6 separate regions of the Mus musculus genome follow, and regions 2, 3, 4, 5 and 6 are each linked to region 1. A link is a contact called in public ChIA-PET, Hi-C, capture Hi-C and promoter capture Hi-C data. All regions are on one chromosome and are shown on one strand. Each heading gives the region's core, a stretch centred on a gene start, on an enhancer-like site or on the middle of the called end of the contact. The rest is flanking DNA. Distances are from core to core; before and after follow the strand shown.

Region 1 (3,307 bases), core at 595-3,094:
TACAGGGGAATGGCAGGGCCAAGAAGTGGGAGTAGGTGGGTAGAGGAGTGGGGAGGGGGGAGGGTATGGGGGGCTTTTGGAATAGCATTGGAAATGTAAATGAAGAAAATACCTAATAAAAATAAAGAATAAAAATAAGTAAACAATCCTATTTTTAAAATCCTAAAAACATACAATATCTTGGAATGAAAGTGACCAAAGAAGGAAAAGATTTGCACAATGAAAACTTTAAAACAATAAAAGAACTTGAAGAAGTTAAAAGAAGACAAGACACTTTCCAATTTCATGGGTTTCCAAGAGCTGCCAAACACCAGCACTTGGAAAGCAAACCTCGATGATTTTCTACCCAGGTAAATCTGTGGACCCTGCCAGATGAGTGATGGTATCCCTGGAATTGCACTGCTTCTATATTGATTTTAAAGCTTCCTATAAAGCATCCAGTAGTAGTTGGTGTCCTTTTTCCCCATGTCTCACTATAACAATAGTACAGACACCATCCACTATCCTACAAAGGAAGAAACAGTCAGTCAAACACTGCTTTAAGCTCTGAAGCTACCAGATGTTCAGCTTTTTTCCTTGAGTTTCCAAGGCTTCATCTGCTAGCACTACATAGCCCACAATCTGCTGTCTTTTCCCATTAAAAATATCTCAGGGGTCATTTTCTTAATCAGTTATAGAGGACAGTGAAGCTATAGTATAGAGGGCAGTTACGCCCAATTACTTTTTTTTTTTAAGCTGAGGTTGAAGTTGTATGTTTCTTATAACACTATGCTCTGGGAAAATATGGCCTAGGAACCACTAATGAATTAATGAATGGATGCTTTGGAAAGTGCTTAAACCAAAAGTGATCCATCACACATATTTCCCTATTCAGGAAATGCTCAAGCAAGTACTGTTGTGGTCTGCAGATCACAGCACAAAGCACCCAGAAACGGATCTCAGTTAAACAGGGCTGGTTTATTGAACACACACCCCAAGACTGATTGAACAGGGGCTCAATTCAGATACAAGAGCTATTTTCCAGGGTCAGTTAATATAGGCAGAAAATCATAATGAGCTCATAAGCGGGTGAGGGGAGGGCTGTAGGGTGGTCAACCTTTTTCCAAGTCTTTTTTTTTTCAAGCTGTCCTCTATCTTTCTTTGCTCTGAGTGAAGGCTATGGGTTGGGAATTTCTGATGATGATGATGACTGTTGAAGCCTCAGAATATGGTCAAATTGACCTTTCTTTCAGTCAAACTTTTTCTTTTAATTTTTAAAATGTTTTTATCTTCTTTTTTTTCTTTTTCTTTTTATTAGATGTTTTCTTTATTTACATTTAGGATGTTATCCCCTTTCCTGGTTTCCCCACTGAAGACTCCCTATCCCCTCCTCCCTCCATCTGCTCACGAACCAACCCACACTGGCTTCCTGGCCCTGGCATTCCCCAATATTGGCTGTGCCTACAGTCAAGCTGCTTTTGTGTCAAACAAGCTGGCAGGCATGAAACAAAAGTATTACAGCTGAGCTAGCAGGCTTCATCAAATCCAAGGAACAACAGACTCTCAGGCGCTCCCCTCTGACCACTTTCATACTGAGCAAACAAAGAAGGGTGAGGTGGCTGAGTGACTTGCTTGTATCTCCTTGTGATTCATCTTCTTTCAGATGAGAGTGATTCCTAGTGACCCACCCTTAAGTCTACTGGACATAAAACATGCAGTGTTGCAATTTCTCTCTCTCCTGTGTGTGTTTGTGTGTGTGTGTGTGTGTGCTTCTTTCTAGAAATTACATTAATAACAGGAAATAAAGTGCTCTATTTTAAGAGCTGGGGAAATCGAAAGCTATGAACAGTGCTGGGAGGAGCCCAATTTCATCTTAAGTCTCCCCAGGAAGACAGCACACTGTAAGGCATCCAGCCCTGCTAAAGCTAGAAACTTACTTTAACCAGTTCTCTTGCCCCCCTCCCTGTTATTTTGTAAATACTACATTTTCTCAGCATTTAATGAGATTGCAATGCATTCTGGTGTACTTTTTTGAGTCATTTCTCTTTCTACTCAAAACAGAGAAACCCCATTTCCTGACTTGCTGAAGATTTATCATCTGAACATTGCTGAGAAATTTCCACGGAGGTAAGTCTCTCCCCTTTTATATATAGAAGAGATAGCTCCATGAAACCCACAAGAACATAGGGGATCAGTGTGGTTCTTCCCAGTGGCTGGTGGGGAGAGCACAGATTGTTCAACTGCCAGCAGGGCAGTGAACCTGCTGCAACAGGTTCTGATACCGCATTCAGGATGATGACAGCATCTTTCTTTCTCCATTCCTCGAGCTTGAGGTAAGAAAACATGAGCTTTGATTAGTGCAGGTTATAAAATTAGCTTTCTAAGTATAAGTGTCAATAAATGGAAAACAAGAAGGCTTCAGTAGCCTGGGCTGGGCGGTGCAGGGGAATCTGGTGGCTGGACTGAGTAAAAGACAGGTTAGTGATATAAAAAATTACTGTGATATAATATTCAGTGAAAAATGCATTTGAACAAGTAGCTTCATCATCTGGTCTTATTTTAACATTAGACAGCATGAGAACTAGTGGACATGTGCAGTACAACGTTCCTAAGAATCACAAATACAGTTATTCAAATACTTCCTGTTTCAATATGCATATGTAACTCTTTCTTTCTCTCCCCTTCAAAAAAGGGAGTAAGAATAGTATTTAGTCACTGATAGAAACTTTTTGTCATCATGAAAGTTATTCTTTTTATAGGCTAAATTTTATTTATTTTTGTTTTTATTTTGTTGTCATAAAATATAGGGAGTATGAAGGTCAGTTACATACAATCATTTCTGTTGTCCACTTGGTTTACTTTTAGGATATTTTAAAGGCTTTCTGTATCCTCTGGCATAGGACTCCGTGTGTACTCAAACTTTGTAATTCAAATGTCAATTTGAGATTTGTACCTGAATTAGACCTGTGTTGCTAAGTTTCTCAGTTATACTACTCAAACTTTCCAAATTTTTCCAGATCTTTTTACCCTACTCAGTAGTGACTACACTGTCATATTAACTGTAAACCTGTGGGTTCTCCTTTTTATCTTTTTAAAAAAAGTACAGATTTGTGTGCTCTCACAGATATTGAATGGATGTGATGTATATGTATGTGTATGGATACGTGTACTTGTGTGAAGATATATTCCATGTTTCGATAGAGCTGTGAAATAAGGACAAAGAATTGCGCTATTATTAACTGATAAATCCATAGTTAAAACTACCTCCTTCTAAGATGGGAGGGTTTAACTTTCTGTGGTATTTAATAATAGTTTTGCCTTCCGTTCT
Region 2 (3,307 bases), core at 292-2,791, 250 kb after region 1:
CCAATGGAGGAGTTAGGGAAGGACTGAAGGAGCTAAAGGGGTTTGCCATCCCATGGGAAGAACAACAATATCAACCAAACAGAACCCCCAGAGCTCTCAGGGACTAAACCACCAACCAAAGAGTATACATGAAGGGAACCATGGCTCCAGCTGCAAATGTAGCAGAGGATGGCCTTATTTGGTATCAGTGGGAGGGGTGGTTCTTGGTCCTGTGAAGGCCCAATGCCCCAGTGTTGGGGAATGGCAGGGCAGGCAGGCAGGAGTGGTTGGGTGTGTGAGGGAGTACCCTCATAGAGGCAGAGGAAGAGGGGATGAGATAGTAGGTTTGAAGAGGGGAAACTGGGAAGGTGGATAACATTTGAAATATAATAAAATAAAATAAAAATAAAAATAAATAAAAAAGAAGTACATCCCTTGATTGTTAAAAATAAGTAAAATCTTTTGCAGTGATTTAGAAAGTTTAGCTACAATAATTAATAAACTTAGTGAGCCTGGTCTAATGTTCACAGAACTTTGAAATCAATTAAGAGCTTCTATCCAAGTCCTCTGCTGTGGTACATATATTCTTTAAACTGTTCTATAAATGTGCAAGATACATGTGTTCTAATTGACCTTCCATCACTCTATTACACTTCACCATTAGAGAACCAAAAGGAAAATAAAATAACTTTCCTGATGGTAGAAATTAACAATGGAAATACCATCTTTAGAGAGGTGTGAAGAAAGAACAACACAGAATGGGCTTGGGAAATGGTTAAACCATTTTGTGTTTATATATTATGAACCTGAGAAACTTCCTACTACACATAGTGATAGGATATTAGAAAATTCATTTCATGTCCAGAGGCACTTTTCATTCACAATAATTTTTCATGCCACTATCTTGGCTTTTTCCCACTCACCCACATATCCCAGATAACCATGAACTCCCTATCCGAGCTAATTATAGCCTTCACATTATCCACTTATTCAGATTTATGCTTAAAAAGTTCATTAAACTATCTAAAATATGCAAAATGTTTTATTCTTAGCTCATTCCTCTGTGGTGGAGGACTAAAGATGTCTGCTATCTTTTTGAGTGACTGACCCTAATCCGGCTGCTGTGGGCTCACTGCTGAGTGCAGCAGGCACCAGATCAGCACTGCCTCCTCCACAAGAACCAGCAAAGGTCTTTTCACTGTCCTTGTTGTTTTTACAGATGTAGCCAATATCTACCATATCTACAGAAAACAGGTAGAACTCACCTTGCTGGATGTTTCTCTAGGGATGTAAAGCTGAGATCTTCTACAGGGCAGGACTAGAGGCTTCTCCACTCCTCTTCCTCCTCTTCTCTTTTGTCCTTCTTCTTCTTAAAGTTTGTTGGGGACAGGGAGGAGTTGGTGTGTGTGTGTGTGTGTGTGTGTGTGTGTGTGTGTGTGTGTGTGTGTATGTGTATGTGTGTAAGAAGATAAACCAATAAATCTCTTGGGAACTGGAAAATGTAATCTACAGAAATTCTCAGGTTAGACTCACTCCATGGACTGAGGCTTGCTGAATGTCTCAGCTGGGTGTTGTTTTGTTGGCAGAAGAGCTAAGAAACAGGAAGTTCCCCTCCCGGCAGAGTGCATCTCTTTCGATTTACTCAGAGATTGAAACTCAACAGTTTTCTTCCTGTATACCTTTTAGTCACCATAAGAAAGTCAGAGACAGTTACACTCCATTGATATGTTTTGCTTTTCTTACAAATCTTACAGGTACAAGAACCAAATATAAAAGCACTGCATCCAACAAACTCACAAGTGAGTCACCAGGAATGTGCTCTCTTTTGAATAAAGATGAACTCCCAAAAGGCAAAGCTAAGTCACCAGGTCTCTTTCTTTCCTGCTCAGGATGCAAATGGCAGCAGGAGAAATTGGCAATTGCTAGCTGCTCTTGAATGAATTTCAAAAAGAAAAAAAAAAAGAAAGAAAGAAAAAAAGCAAAGAAAAGAAAAGGAAAGAAAAAATCTGAGATGAAATTGCTTTTGGTTTAAACACTTCACTCCTTTGTTAGTTCCCTGGACTTTCCAGAGTACCATGCTGTTAGAAACATATGACTCCAATCTCACGTAAGCAGAAAGGATTTTGGCTTTAGCTTTCCTCTTTTCTGTTACTACTACTACTACTACTACTACTACTACTACTACTATTATTATTATTAATTTATTTACTTTCAAAGACAGTTTTACTGTGTAGTCTTGGCTGGCCAGGAACTCTCTCTGTAGACCAGGATCAGTTTAGATTTAAATCTTTTACCCAGCTTTGGAAAGTAGTATTCTTTAACTGGTGATTGCCTTAATTAAGAACTTTTAAAAATGTGCCATCATTTCATGTTTCCATCATTGGGAATTGGATTACCTTGAAGTATTTCTGAAACAATATAGATGACTAGAAACTGTGGATTTGCTGACTAGATGCCATTTTCACTAGTTTCTTAGACTACATAAAATACTAATTATTCCCAAAAAGGAGAGAAGGGGAAGGAAAGCCAGAGAGAAGCTTTTCTTGGGAGAGCTAAGCCACTGGACTTGTGCTGTGTCTCCACCATTGATTCTGGTTGCAGCCCTTTATTCATGGTGAATGGAGGTTGGAAAATACCATCTTTATCTTTCTTTTGTTTGGCCAATGTAGTTTTTCCTTTTCCTTTCTTCATCTTTTGAACTGATTTAGTAAAGAAAGCCCAGGGGAAGTTGATCCTACTGTTTCCGCTCAGCTCCTGCTTATGTCTCAGTGGATTTGCCTATCCCTGCTGCAGAAGCCCAACATAGCCACAAGGTAGCCAAAGGTACCAATCTGGGACAAGCACTGTGGACAGTATTTGTATGGATCATTCCAAATTACAGCATCAGAGAAAGAAATTATGGTTTAATTTGTGATGTGGCAAAGTGGTGATATTACACTTTGACTTCTTATCCCTGTTGTTGTTGTCATTTGGTAGTCGATGCAGGGTCTGACTATGGAGCCCAGGCCAGTCTCAAAATGTAGCTCTTCCTGCTCTGGCCTCCTGAGTGTAGGGATCACATGTATGTACACTATGCCTAATTTCATCATGTTTTCTTTATTGCCAATTGACTTTATGAAAGGGACTTGCTCATTATCTCTGAGATACAGTTTTACTTATAATTAGATATTATCGCACAGGATGAATACTAATAATGGAATCAAATAATAATTAAACACGAGTATTAACTTATTTAATGTTTTAATGAACTTTTCTTTAAATTAATTTTTACTTTTCACTATTTTATATAAAATTACTTTTTTCCTTATTATTTTCCACTTTCACTTTT
Region 3 (3,307 bases), core at 352-2,851, 210 kb after region 1:
GGACATTAACAGGACCACTGAAGGAAGAAACAACATAAGCTCAGTAATGTTGTCTTCACTTGTTAGCCACTTGAGTCATAAAGAGAAGACAAGAAAAGTAATGCAGATGTCCCATAAAAGAAGTAGTCATAATAAAATCCAGAAAAATGTGTCCTCAACCTACCCTAGAGGACCTAACACAATTTGTTAATTAACATCTTTTGTCAAATTTTCTTTAACACATGCATCTAAAGGTTACCATTAAGACATGCATTCATGGAAATTATAAAATAAATCTTTTTTATAGTAACTAATAGCCAATTTTTCTATATTAGCATTGTCTTAATTAGAACCAAAAATAAAAATTCTTCTCAGAAAACCAAAAGAATGAAAATAGTTTACCTCCTAAAAATAGAAAAGTGTTTTAATAATAGAAAGTCTAATAATAACTTAAGAATCAAATTTTTATGCATGTTTTATTTATCTTAATTTAAAAAAGAACAGGGTTGTAACTTTGTAAAATCTTAGAAAGTCTGGGCAGCATAATTAATACACCTAATAAGTGATAGATCAACCATAGTGCGCAGAGAGACTGCAGAAGAGTCTAAAAGTGTGAAGTATACATCTAGTTCTGATGAACCCTCCAACTCTTTTCTAAATCTTACCACCAGAAGACAAAATCAAAGAAAACTAAAAGACAAATAAACCAAAGCAATTAACTTCCAGGATGATAGAGACTAACAATGTCTACAATATCATCATATCCACTTAAAGTAGAAGTGAATGAATACCATGTAATGTGCTTCTTGAGTCAATAAAACCCCAGGTTTGCAATCACTGTGAATCTGGGACACCTTTGACCACATATGCCCATTGGTGCCCAGACTATGTATGGTTGCAATACTAGATAATGCAGCCTGAGAGCTAGATGCATTTTTCACTGGGTATTATTACCTCATGACAATTTTTCCTGTCACAAACACATCCTTTGCCCAGCCATTCACTACAACCACCAGGTTCCAAGCACTCTCCAGCCAAGAAAACTAAAGCTATCTATTTCTTATTATTCACTTACCCTGGCTTACCTCTAAAGAGTATATTTTATAATCTGAAATATGCCTGTTTTCCAGTCAGTCTTACTGGTGGAGGAATCAGGATGCCTAGCATCATTATGAGCCAAGGACCTGAATTCAGATACTGCAGATTCACTGCTCAGTGTAGCAGCCACCAGCTTGGCTTCCTTCTCTCTCAACCTAAAGATCAACAGGGATTTCACCTGTAGTCTTGTGCATTCATAGAGAAAGCACGGGGAGGACTCACCTCTTCAGAAAATTCTTCAGTGGTATCCAGCCTTTGCAGGGCAGGAAGCAGTGAGTGAGTGAGCAAGTGAGTGAGTGAGTGAGTGTGTGTCTGTGTCTGTGTCTGTGTATGTGTGTGTGTCTGTGTGTGTCTGTGTCTGTGTGTGAGTGTGTGTGTGAAGAGCAAATAGTAAATCTCTCAGAAGGTGATCCAGAGGATTTTGTAATCTCCTGAAATTCTGAGACAATGAAGTGTTTTCAGAGAGAGATGGAAAGCTGACACTGGGTAGAGTCACTGCACAGCTGCTCAGACTGAGGGGAACTGGTTTCTCATCCTGTGCTACTTTGTGGGGAGTGGACAAGGTTCATAGCTTTCGATTTCCTCAGAGACGGAAACTCAAGAGTTTCCTTCCTGTAAACAATTACCAAAAAAGTCAAAGAGAGCTAGTTACACTCAGGATGTTTCTTGCAAATCTTCATAGGTACAAGATTTAGATTTATAATCCTCATGTCCTACAGGCTTGCAAAAGGATCCCTAGGAACCTTCATTCCTTTGAATGAAGGTGAAAACTTAGACCAAAAAAGCCAAGTCACCCAGCCTCTTCTTTCTTTTCTGCTCAGGACAGAGTCAGTATCAGGAGATCTTTGCTGTGTCAGTTGCCAGCTGCATGTGAATGGGTTTCAAGGAAAATCTGAGATGAAACAGCTCCTGGTTTAAGTCATTCCTGTAGCATCTATGCATCCATTAGTAGCTCCCAAGACCTAGACTTGCCAGAGCATAATGTTACAAACACACAACTCCAAGCTGCAACCTCAAATAAATAGAAAGGCATTTGGCATTATCCACCTCCCTCCTGATTATAGAACTAAGCTGTCCTCCTTCAATGGTGAAGTTAATGTTTCCTCAGTGTTTCTACATTATTCACTGGTAAGCACAGGGAAACCTGGGGCCTGGGAGACAGTGGGAAACCTCGAGTTTTGATTGAGATTATGGGCTGATATAATGCTTGTCCTGCTGCATTTTTCTGGGATGGAGAATTCAAGGATTAACATTTGTTGTGATCCTGAAACATGGAACAAATGGCATCAAGCAGCAGATAATGGTATGCAAGCCTACCAACTGGTCTAAAAAAGAGGATAATGCCATAGCTAGGTAACCAGTCACCTGGATGAAAACAATGGGAGTTAAATTTCTTTCCAACTGCTAGTCTTGGGCAACTTCCAGATGTCTCTGCCTTTGATAGTAGAACAGTTGGGGGAATCACTATCCCTGTCGTCAAGCTTTCCTACAGAGCAATAGTGATTCAACCTGCATGTTATTGGTACAGAGACAGACATGTTGATCAATGGAATAAAAATGACAACCCAGAAATAAAACCACACGCTTCCCATCACTTGATCTTGACAAGCCAAAATTATACAATGGAAAAAAAGAAAGCATTTCAAAAACGCGTGTTAGTCTAACTGGCTGTGTGTATGTAGAATGAAAATTGACCCATATTTATCACCTTGCACAAAGCTCAAGTCTAATTAGATCAAGGACCTCAACATAAAATCAGATACACTGAATCTAATAGAAGAGATAATGGGAAAGAGCCTTGAACTCTTTGGCACAGGGGGATATTTCCTAAACAGAACTCCAATGATTCATGCTCTAAGATCAAGAATTGATAAATAGGACCTCATGAAACTGGCAGGGTTGTAAAGCAAAGGACACCTTTGATAAGACAGATCAGCAACCTAAAGATTTGGAAATAATCTTCACTAACCTCACATCAAATAGAGGGCTAATATCCAAAAATACATGACTCAAAAAGCTAATCACCAAAAAACCAAATAACCCAATCAAAAAATGGGGTATAGAACTAAACCAAGATTTCAATTCTGAGGAATCTCGATAACTGAGAAGCACCTAAAGAAATGTGTCTAAAGTCCTTAGTGGTCAGAGAAATGCAAATCAAAACAGCCCTTAGAGTCCACCTTACACCAATCAGAATGGCTATGATCAGAATCACAGAATCACAGAATCA
Region 4 (3,307 bases), core at 527-3,026, 170 kb before region 1:
AGTGGTGCCAGGTCACAAAAGTAACAGGCTATCCCTTTCAAGCAACATGGCAGTGAGACATGCAGGCACCAGGTCACCTGTAAAGCTAGCCACTCAAGTGGTACCTGCTAGCCATAGCTGTACCTGTCTGCTCATGAGTGCAGGGAACTGAAGACATTCATCCTTTTGTCTTTACATCTTTGCATGGTTCAAAAAGTCAGTTCTTCCCACAGGACCTGTACCCACCATGTTTCCTGGTCGCCTCAATTCAGAGTGCAGACAGTGATTTTATAAATTGTTTATAATGCCAATTGACTAGGCTACTTTGTTTCTCATCCCACTCTCTTTCCTATTAGAGGAAACCTCCACTCCATCTTCCAACATTATTTATCAGAATATTGTCCAAATGTACTGAACTCCATGTACTTTTGTGTTCTGTTTTCATATCTCCCTGGTGTCCATCCCAACATTTGCGCAATGCTCTCTTCCAAAATCTTTAACTAATTTCAATATCTTCTTGGTCTTTCTTCAAAAATCCGGTCTGAAACATTAACACATAGCCAGACCAGATTCTAGAAATTAAACCAACTCACTTTCTAACTAAGTTCCATCTGCCTGAGAAAAGGTGAACGTCATTTTGTTTCTTCCCCTTCAAATCTGTGTCCTCACCCACTCCTACGTTGGTAGGTTCAGGGACTATATTTGTCTTACAACATTTTACAATGTGTCCTAATGAAAGATTTCATGAGTTGAAAATTTGACATATCATCGAAACAACTAGTTAATTGTCTATACAATAAGCAGGGAAATCTTTCAATTTTCATATGATGGAATACAATAAACCTAGCAGACTTCAAGTCATTTCAGCACAGCATTAATCCTCTGTGTGACCCTCTTAAAAGCCTCTTTTACTTCCTTATTGCGAAGAGTATAAATAATAGGGTTGAAGAAAGGGGTGAGCAAAGTATATACCAAGGCAATAAGCTTGTCTCTGCCTTCAGCTCGAATCTCTGGTGGGCCCACATAGACAATGAAGGCAGAGCCAAAGAACAGTGTCACTACGGTTATATGGGAGGAACAGGTGGAAAAGGCTTTTGCACGACTAGCAGCTGAAGGCAGCTTCAGCACAGCTCTCACAATACCTCCATAGAGTCCCAAGATGAAAGTAAGATTGCATGTATTGATCATGCCAATCACTGCAATATAAAGCCGAGCATGCCAGCTAGTGTCCACACATGCCAACTGCATCACTGGTGCCAGGTCACAAAAGTAATGGGCCACCTCTTTCAAACAATAAGGTAAAGAGGCAGTGAGACCTGCAGGCACCAGGGCAGCTGAAAAACCAGCCAACCATGTAACCCCAACTAACTGTTTCTGTACCTGTCTGCTCATGAGTGCATGGTAGTGCAGTGGACGACAGATAGCAAGGTAGCGGTCCAGAGCCATGACACCTAGCAGGTAGCACTCGGTCATGCCCAAGGAGTGGAAGACATACAGCTGGACAAAGCATGCAGACGAGGGGATGGGTGAAGGCCCATGGAGCAAGGTATGCAGCAAGGTGGGCACTGTGGTGCTGACATACCAGAGTTCCAGGAAGGAGAGGACACTGATAAAGAAGTACATGGGAGTGGACAGCCCTGAATCTGCCTGGATCAAGACAATGATGAACAAGTTCCCTGCCAGTGTGAGGAGATAGATGCACAGGGTTCCAAAAACTGCAAGATGTTGCAGGGTGCCAGAGGTAGTGAAACCAGCAAGGATGAAGGTCCGTGTCCAGGTATAGTTGACATGATCCATGATTCCTGGGAATGAAAGAAAAAGGCAGTAAATAATCACCTTTATGTTTTTCCTCTGGACAATGTTCCCCAGAGACCAAAGTATAGAACACACAAGTCAAAATCACATATTGTCTACTCAATCCATTCCATCTACAGGATGAAAGAGGATTTGACTACTAGTAGTCAGAAGTGGTTTGTTTAATATCTGTTGGTGACAGTGGCCACATAGAATTATTGTTTTAATTCACAGAACAACATTTGTAGACTATGGCAGCAGTCAGGCCTAAGATTTTCTCCTCTCTGCTTTGCCAAAAAAAAAAAAAAAAAAAAGAAAAAAAAAGAAAAAGAAAAAAGAAAAAAAAGAAAAAAAAGAAAAATCCCAACAAATAAAATGATAGGAAAATTCTGCTTCTTTCTCCTACCATTCCTAGTTAAGTGCTCCCATGATAATTCGAAATTATGATCCTTATTGTATACTGGATTCAACAACTAGGATATAGTAGGAAAAGGAGACTTATGTTCATTCATTAACATCTAAGTCTTATTGGGGGTTCTCCAGGTTTGTTTAGAACTCATCAAGGTTCTTATCAAAGGTGGAAAGAGAAAATGATGGACAAGAAACAAGGCTATCTTAGGAACATATCTCAAAGCTGAATACTTTTGGGAAACATGAATAATCCATTGGCTAAGAGGATGTGTTTTCTGGAAGTATTCTAGTGGGAGATACACTTCAGAATACTGCAGTGGGTAGGAGAAAGGGAGAAGTACAAAGCAAAGCCCCTATGAGATGTGTCAAGAGGTGCTAAAGTAGTACAAGCAATGCCTTATTTCAGGAGTCGTATTTCCTCATTTGTCTTCACCACCAACTCAACGTGAATCTTGATCCAAACCAACACTTCCTCTGTGGCTGAAGTCCTGTAACTGAAGAAGTTTAAGTTACAGGTTCCCGAAGTTTCTGACGTGGTAATAGCTTATGATTCTCTAGTTATTGATTGATTTGTACTAGGTTCCTCATGGACAGCCTTTATTAATATCTGCAGAATGTCATGCTCATACTCAAATGGAAATTATTCAGAAAAGGTCAATTATTCAGCTGCCTCCTGCTGCTTTTTTTTTTTTTTTTTTTGCTGTTCTTACCTCTTGTGTGCCACCTCCAACCATTACCTCATTCTTTTGGTTACAACAGAACTAGTCTCATTCTTCTTGGTATCACTTCTATCCCAAGACACTCCCTTATTTATAATTCCTGCTCCTGGAAACAAAGCTCTCCCACAAACTCCTTAATAAACGTTCCCTGAGGTTACTATGACTAACTCTCAGTATGGATCCCTCTGGGGCAAGAAGTGAGGCCCACAGAAATGAGTCAGATGAGATGTGTGTGTCTCGCCAATGACTTACCTCTGCATCTACACTTTGGAGTTCTGCAATCTAATCCAGGGATATTGCCTGTCTTGCAATGACCATATAACATGACATTAAGGAAACAATCTAGTACTCATATCTTCATTCACACATAAAGAATAACAACTTTAGGAAAGGGGAATTGCTTT
Region 5 (3,307 bases), core at 435-2,934, 150 kb before region 1:
TGGTACAAATTTTCTTGGCTGCAAACAGGACATCCACTCACTTTTGAGTAAGTGGAAAACTTATCCTAGTTTAAGCCATGTTATTATAATATTAGGCTCCATTAAAAGTTTCACTCAACTAGCCTTTTCTTGCCTTTTGTTTCTACCTGGTAGAGAGAACTAAACTGGTAACCATAAGAAAGGTAAGAAAACAATGATCAGAAGAGAATAGAGTGCCATTCCACAGTCAAAACTCTGACCCATAATTTTTTCTGTCTGGAAAAACTGCAGAGATGGAAATGGAGACGAGCCCGAGGAAAAGAAGATCTAGATACAGGCCCAAAGTGGGATCCAGCTCAAGGGGAGGTCCAAGGCCTGACACTATTACTGAGGCTATGGAGCGCTCACAAAAAGGGACTTATCATGACTGCCCTCTGAAAGACTCAACAAGCAGCTAGTCAGATGCAGATATTGGTAGGCAGCCAATGAACAGAATCTGCTGACCCCTGAGGTTGAATTAGGGAAAAGCTGGAAGAAGATGAGGAGGAGGGTGACCCTGTAGGAGGACCAGCAGTTTCAATTAACCTAACCCCCCCGAGATCTCTCAGACACTGGACCACCAGCCAGGCAGCATACACCAGCTGATAGGAGGCCCCCAACACACATACAGCAGGGGACTGCCAGGACTGGTTTCAGTCAGAGATGATGTACCTAACCCACAAGTGACTGGAGTACCCAGGGAGTTTAGAGATCTGGTGGGGTTGGGGTTGGAGGGGACATCCTCATGGAGTCAGGGGAGCAGTGAGGAGGTATGGGATGTAAAATAATAAGAGGGTAGACCAGGAGGGGAATAAAATCTGAAGTGTAAAATAAAAGAATAATTTAAAAAAGAGAGAGAGAAAATAGAGTGGTGGAAGTGGCATAGAGGTGTCAGGGATAAAGACAAGCAGGGCTATGAAGAGCTGAAGCCTGAGATACTGTTGACTGACTTCCAGGTGCATACCGAACAGCTACCAGTCCTTAAGGGCCAAGAATTCTAGCACCTCAGTCAATGAGATATGACACCAGCCACTCTCAAGGTCCCAGAATCACAAAGGCACTTCCTGTTTGTTACTATCTTTCACCTGCTGCTTCCAGAAGTTGATTATAAACTCCCAAATTCTGAGCTGGCAGTTGTGGTTAAATCCCAGAACCATAAATCTCCAATCCAAAACCTCTCTAACTTCTGAAGGGTTTGGTGCTTGTAAATCCTGGATGTGTTAGACTATTTCCTAGGCCTTGAGTACTTTATTGCAATAAAAACTCCGACTCAGCGGTCCATGACTCCTATCTAAGTAGAGCAGAAGAACCTTGGTCAGGGAGTTTTAACACCTTGATCTGGGTACACCATGTATGTGAGTTTTGTGTCTGGTGGCCAGTGTATATATGACTGCTACAAAAGTCAAAAGGTTAGGACTTTCTTATTTAGTGAGATTCAACAGAAAAGAATGTGAGCCTGACTAAGCTGTGATTTTTTTTTCCCATAGTGACCACAGTGTTTAAGGGAAGCTAAGAGGTTTCCCAGGCCAGGGAAATTGAAAGCTATGAACAAAACTGGGAGGAGGCCTGGCTATTTCAGCACTCCTCACCCGAGGGAGACAGCACAGTGAGAGACACCCAGTGCTGCTCAAGAAGTGAAACAACTCTGAGAGTGTCCTAACCACTGGTGTCTTCATTTATACCCCATTTTTCACTTTCTCAGTTACTGAATTATCTGCCTACCTACTCAAACCAAGCAGGCCACTTCTGTTGTTGAAGATCTCAGCACCTGTACATTGCTGCCGAAATTCCAGGGAGGTGAGTCCTGTCTGTTTCTTAAATATATGATCATATCTATCTGTGGAATATAAAGGAACATAGAAAAAAATCAGTATTGGAGTTGGGGGGGGGGCGGTAGCCAGGGCTAGTACCAGCTGCACTCACAGCCTTGAACCTGCTGTAGCTGGTTTCTGATGCTTCACTAGGAAGATGGCAGATGACAGAATAAAGATGCCATCCCTATTCCCATAACTTTTCATGAGTTAGTGTTTAACACTGGTCTTCAACTATCTTCACTAGAGAAGGCATGGGAGCAAGGTGTTTGTGGTGAATGACTGTGTAAAAGACCAGACAGAAATGAGAAAAATGATAACTAAAATAATGTTAAATGAAAACCACACTTCAACATGAATATAGTATCTAGTTTTGTGAATATACAAAACTGAGATTTATACAAAACATGAAAACTCATTATCCTATAGAAGAAAATGTTCCAGTTTTGTGAATAAAGTTATTTAAATAGAGTGTCTTGACATTTTTATGTTTAGCTCTCCTCCTAGCTCCCTTATGTATGAGATGTTAGAGACAATATTTGCCATACTCTGTTCTTCATTCCACTCTGGAGGTGAACTCTAGTGGGCTAAAGTTAAACTTGTTCACTGTTACTATTTTTTTCTCAAATGTTTCAAATTTTTTATCGTGCTTTGCTTAAATTTTCAGTAGTTGAGATATGCATAAATTTGAAACCATAGTCATGATTACTCAGTGTCGTATTTGTTTAAATTTATGTTATTGCTTGTTATTATTATTGTTGTTTGAAAAATAATTTCATTATTGAATCCTGGTTTGCCTGGAAAGTGGTGCATAGCTGAGGCCAGTCTCAAACTTATACTCTCTGCCTCTGCCTCTGCCTCTGCCTCTGCCTCTGCAGCCCTTGAATCATAAACATCCACTACCATGTCCCTGTTAAATGTCTATGATTAATTTTGTATTTTACTACATAGTACTATTTACTGTCATGGGAGTAATGTAGTTATAAAACTAAAATCTGTTATAATTTGGTAATTATATAATTAAAATGGTTTCACTTTTCTTGGTTTGAAATCTTTCACTACTAAGCAGTGAGCCTCCAGGTTTTATGATAATTTCTTGGATGGTCCTTAGCTATATTAATGGAGGATTTTGGTGTCTTTAAATTACTCTTTCAGCATCAAATTTTTCTAATATTTTTGAAATCCATTAAATAGTATTTTGTCAGCAATCCCAAGGTATTCTTTTTTTTCTAAACCACTTTAAAAATTGTCTCATTTTGTGCTTTTGTTTTGTTTTGATCTGTTTTATTTTTATTTTTTTTTGACAAGGTCTCACACTATGTAACATTGCTCGGCTTAGAACTGACTATGTCGACCACGATGGCCTCAAATTTAGAGATTTTTAACAATCCCTGCCTTCTAAATGCTATATACTTTTATATTTTTATTTTAAAAGAGTTATTATTTTTCTACCTTATAGACCTTTATAAGGCATACTA
Region 6 (3,307 bases), core at 330-2,829, 140 kb after region 1:
AGAGGAAGTGGTGATTTCACCTGAGTCTCAGGATTCAGAGCACTCCCTTGGAGGCAAGCTCTCCTCTGGCAGGGAAGGTTCACAGAAGAGTTAGGATCACGTCTACTTCTTATCTGAGAATGAAGGCCCAGGGTAGTAGGAATGTGTCCCAGAACATCTGTTGCTTCTGAGGCCCTTGTTCTCCTGCACAGACCTGGCTTACCAAACATTTACTCTTTACCACGAATAGCACAGCTACCGTACTTGACTGAAATACACATTAGCTACCTCTGCCTTCCTTTCCTCATCCATTCTTGTCTCATCATTGGAATCTTAGAGCACCTGCTACCTTCCCAATTCAGTTCTTCCATATAGAACTTACTCCCATCTACCACAACAGCCAAATTCACTCTAGCTTTGTCTTTTCTCATCTTGGTTGAGCTGAATCTTAAGTCCTATTTAACAGAGAACTGTGGAGATACCCTCTTCTACTTATCTGTTCTGAACCTACAGGTTCCAACTCCTTGGGGGATTGCCTAAAACTATCTGCATATCAGATATTTGCACACCAAGGTATTTTATATTTTTTGGGTTGGTTTAGCCAGAGAAGATGCATACAATGCTCAAGAGACTGAAGGCCCCAGGGAATGGGGAAGTCTGGTGGGATGGGGGGTAGGGGCTGGGGAATCCTATGGAGACACAGGGCTCAGGGAGTGGCTATGGGATTGGGAATACCCAGCGGTTGAATCAGGAGGGGATAAAACCTGGAGTGTAAGAAAAAGAAGATTAAATAAAAATTTTAAAAGAGAGAATAGAGGAGTGGAAACAGAGGTAGTCATGACAGTGGTCATTGTGACGAAAAATCAGCTGAAGAAATCCAGAGAACATCTGGAGCTGACACAGGGGTGTCAGAGAGAAAGTTACCCAGGGCTATGAGGAACTGAAGACTGAGATACTGCTGACTGACAACCAGGAACATTGCAGACAGCTGCCAATCCTTGAGGGTCAAGGACTAAGGCACCTCAGTCAATGAGCTGTGACACCAGCCACTCTCAAGGTGCCAGGATCACAAAGGCACTGTCTGTTTCCAACTGTCTTTGATCCACTGCTTTCAGAAGTTAATTATGAAAACTTCCAAATGCCAGGTTGGCAGTTGATGGTTAAATCCCAGAATAATAAGTCTCCAATCCAAAATCTCAGAGCCACAAGTCTCTGGCTTCTGAAGAGTTTGGCACTTGCAAACCCTGGGGATATTAGACTATTTCCTGGGTCTTGAGTACTTTACTACAATAAAAACTCCACCTTAGCTGTCCACGACTCCTATCTAAGTAGAGCAGAACCCTGCTTAGCTAGTTTTAACACCTTGGTATAGGTACACCATGCATGTGAGTTTTGTGTCTAGTGGCCAGTGTACATCCATTTGCTACAAAAGTCAAAAGGTTAGGACGTTCTTATTTAGTGAGATTTGTCAGAAAATCATGTGAGCCTGACTAAGCTGTGATTTTTTTTCATAGTGACCACAGTGTTTTCAGGAAGTTAAGAGGTTTCCCTAGCCAGGGAAATCGAAAATTAAGAACAAAACTGGGAGGAGTCCTGGCTGTTTCAGCACTGCTCACCCAAGGGAGACAGCACAGAGAGATAGCCAATGCTGCTCAAAAAACAACTCTGAGAGTGTCCTAATCACTAGTGCCTTCCTTTACACCCCACGCTTCAGTTTCTCATTTACTACCTGATCTACCTACCTACTCGAGCCAAGCAGGCCACTTCTTGTGTTGTTGAAGGTCTCAGGATCTGTACATCGCAGCAGAAATATCCAAGGAGGTGAGTTCTCTTTGTTTCTTAAATTTGTGGTCAGATCTATCTATGAAATATAAAGGAACAGAGAAAAAAATCAGTGTTGGGGGGTGAGGGGACCAGGGCTGGTCCCAGCTGCAATCACAGCGTTGAACCTGCTCTAGCTGGTTTCAAATGTTTCACTAGGAAGACAGCACATGTCAGAATAAAGGTGCCACCTCTACTCCTATGACTTTTCATGAGTTAGTGCTTATCAATGGTCTTCATTTATCTTCACTAGAGAAGACTTGGGAGCAAGGTGTTTGTGGTGAATGACTGTGTAAAAGACAAGACAGAAACAAGAAAAATGATAACTAAAATAATGTTAAATGAAAACCACACTTTAATATGAATATACTTTCCAGTTTTGTGAATATACAAAACTTGAGAACTCTCATTAGCCTGTAGAAGAAAATGTCCCACGTTTGTTAATACAGTTATTTAAATAGTGTCTTGACATTTTTATGTTTAGGTTTCCTCTTAGCTCCCTCTTGTATCAGATGTTAGAGTCAATATTTGTCATACTCTCCTCTTCATTCCATGCTGGAGGTGATTTCTAATGGGCTAAAGTTAATCTTGTTCATTGTTATTAATTTTTCCTAAAATTTTTCTAATATTTTTATCGTGTTTTGCCTAAGTTTTTAGTAGTTGAGATATGCATAAATTTAAAACCATAGTCATGATTAGTCAATGTCATTCCTGTTTATATATGTATTATTGCTTGTTATTATTACTGTTTGAAAAATAATTTCATTATCCAAGCCAGGTTTGCCTATAACTTGGCACATAGCTGAGGCCACCCTCATAGTTACAGTCTTTCTGCCTCTTCCTCTTTCTCTTCCTCTTCTGCCTCTGCCTCTGCCTCTGCCTCTGCCTCTGCCTCTGCCTCTGCCTCTGCCTCTGCCTCTGCCTCTGCCTCTGCCTCTGCCTCTGCCTCTGCCTCTGCCTCTGGAGGCCTTTAATCATAGACATCCACTACCATGCCCCTCTTAAATGTCTATGATTAACTTTGTATTTTACTATTTAATGTCATGAGAATGATGTAGTTATAAAACTAAAGTCTGTTATTATTTGGTAATTATATAATTAAAATTGTTTCATTTTCTTGGGTTGAAATTTTTCATTATTAAGTAGTGAGCCTCCAGGTTTTATGATAATTTCTTGGTTTTATGATAATTTCTTGGATGGTCCTTAACTATACTAGTGCAGAATTTTGGTGTTTTTAAATTACTCTTTCAGAGCCCGGCAGTGGTGGCACATGCCTTTAATCCCAGCAATTGGAAGGCAGAGGCAGGCAGATTTCTGAGTTCCAGGACAGCCTGGTCTACAAAGTGAGTTCCTAGACAGCCAGGGCTACACTGAGAAACCCTGTCTACAAAAACCAAAACCAAAAAAAAGAAAAATATTAGTCTTTCAGCATCAAATTTTTCTAATATTTTAAAAAACCATCAAATAGTATTTTGTCAGCAATTCAAAAGTATTGTTTTTATCTAAA

Evidence for each region. Promoter capture Hi-C pulls out the DNA fragments that hold promoters and counts their contacts. Hi-C and Micro-C count contacts between places; a contact is called where the count stands out from the background. ChIA-PET counts read pairs in DNA pulled down with a chosen protein or histone mark. Capture Hi-C pulls out chosen DNA fragments and counts their contacts.
Region 2: a contact with region 1 is called in a Hi-C map of B cells, with 17 read pairs. The contact joins the promoter of Ifi209 here to the promoter of Mndal in region 1. A contact is called at or near these places in 1 of 484 Hi-C or Micro-C datasets (B cells), 1 of 115 datasets of contacts at active chromatin or transcription factors (memory CD8 T cells) and 2 of 9 other capture datasets (adipose tissue and liver).
Region 3: an RNA polymerase II ChIA-PET map of memory CD8 T cells shows a contact between it and region 1, with 28 read pairs. The contact joins the promoter of Ifi208 here to the promoter of Mndal in region 1. A contact is called at or near these places in 3 of 115 datasets of contacts at active chromatin or transcription factors (the 230-238 cell line, effector CD8 T cells and memory CD8 T cells) and 3 of 9 other capture datasets (adipose tissue, liver and pancreatic islet).
Region 4: a promoter capture Hi-C map of macrophages shows a contact between it and region 1, with 6 read pairs. The contact joins the promoter of Olfr432 here to the promoter of Mndal in region 1. A contact is called at or near these places in 7 of 39 promoter capture datasets (the 3T3-L1 cell line, 3T3-L1-derived adipocytes, the HPC-7 cell line and 3 more), 1 of 484 Hi-C or Micro-C datasets (B cells), 2 of 115 datasets of contacts at active chromatin or transcription factors (CD8 T cells and bone marrow-derived macrophages) and 4 of 9 other capture datasets (adipose tissue, liver, macrophages and 1 more).
Region 5: a contact with region 1 is called in a capture Hi-C map of macrophages, with 2.5 times the contacts expected there. The contact joins the promoter of Ifi205 here to the promoter of Mndal in region 1. A contact is called at or near these places in 2 of 39 promoter capture datasets (the HPC-7 cell line and macrophages), 1 of 484 Hi-C or Micro-C datasets (B cells), 1 of 115 datasets of contacts at active chromatin or transcription factors (embryonic stem cells) and 4 of 9 other capture datasets (adipose tissue, liver, macrophages and 1 more).
Region 6: a contact with region 1 is called in a promoter capture Hi-C map of macrophages, with 9 read pairs. The contact joins the promoter of Ifi207 here to the promoter of Mndal in region 1. A contact is called at or near these places in 1 of 39 promoter capture datasets (macrophages), 1 of 484 Hi-C or Micro-C datasets (bone marrow-derived macrophages), 2 of 115 datasets of contacts at active chromatin or transcription factors (bone marrow-derived macrophages and embryonic stem cells) and 3 of 9 other capture datasets (adipose tissue, liver and macrophages).

The regions. Positions count from the first base shown.
Region 1 is chr1:173,878,724-173,882,030 of GRCm38.p6, reverse strand. Mndal (myeloid nuclear differentiation antigen like) reads left to right here and starts at 1,844. Exons shown (of 10, transcript NM_001170853.1): 1 at 1,844-1,880; 2 at 2,041-2,106.
Region 2 is chr1:173,629,093-173,632,399 of GRCm38.p6, reverse strand. It overlaps Ifi209 (interferon activated gene 209), which reads right to left and starts at 1,541. Exons shown (of 7, transcript NM_175026.3): 1 at 1,245-1,541.
Region 3 is chr1:173,671,959-173,675,265 of GRCm38.p6, reverse strand. Ifi208 (interferon activated gene 208) reads right to left here and starts at 1,601. Exons shown (of 7, transcript NM_001162938.2): 1 at 1,300-1,601.
Region 4 is chr1:174,048,844-174,052,150 of GRCm38.p6, reverse strand. Olfr432 (olfactory receptor 432) reads right to left here and starts at 1,776. Exons shown (of 1, transcript NM_146716.2): 1 at 838-1,776. The coding sequence starts at 1,776. The coding sequence ends at 838. It also overlaps the pseudogene Olfr431-ps1.
Region 5 is chr1:174,030,132-174,033,438 of GRCm38.p6, reverse strand. It overlaps Ifi205 (interferon activated gene 205), which reads left to right and starts at 1,684. Exons shown (of 7, transcript NM_172648.3): 1 at 1,684-1,815.
Region 6 is chr1:173,740,081-173,743,387 of GRCm38.p6, reverse strand. Ifi207 (interferon activated gene 207) reads left to right here and starts at 1,579. Exons shown (of 8, transcript NM_001204910.1): 1 at 1,579-1,800.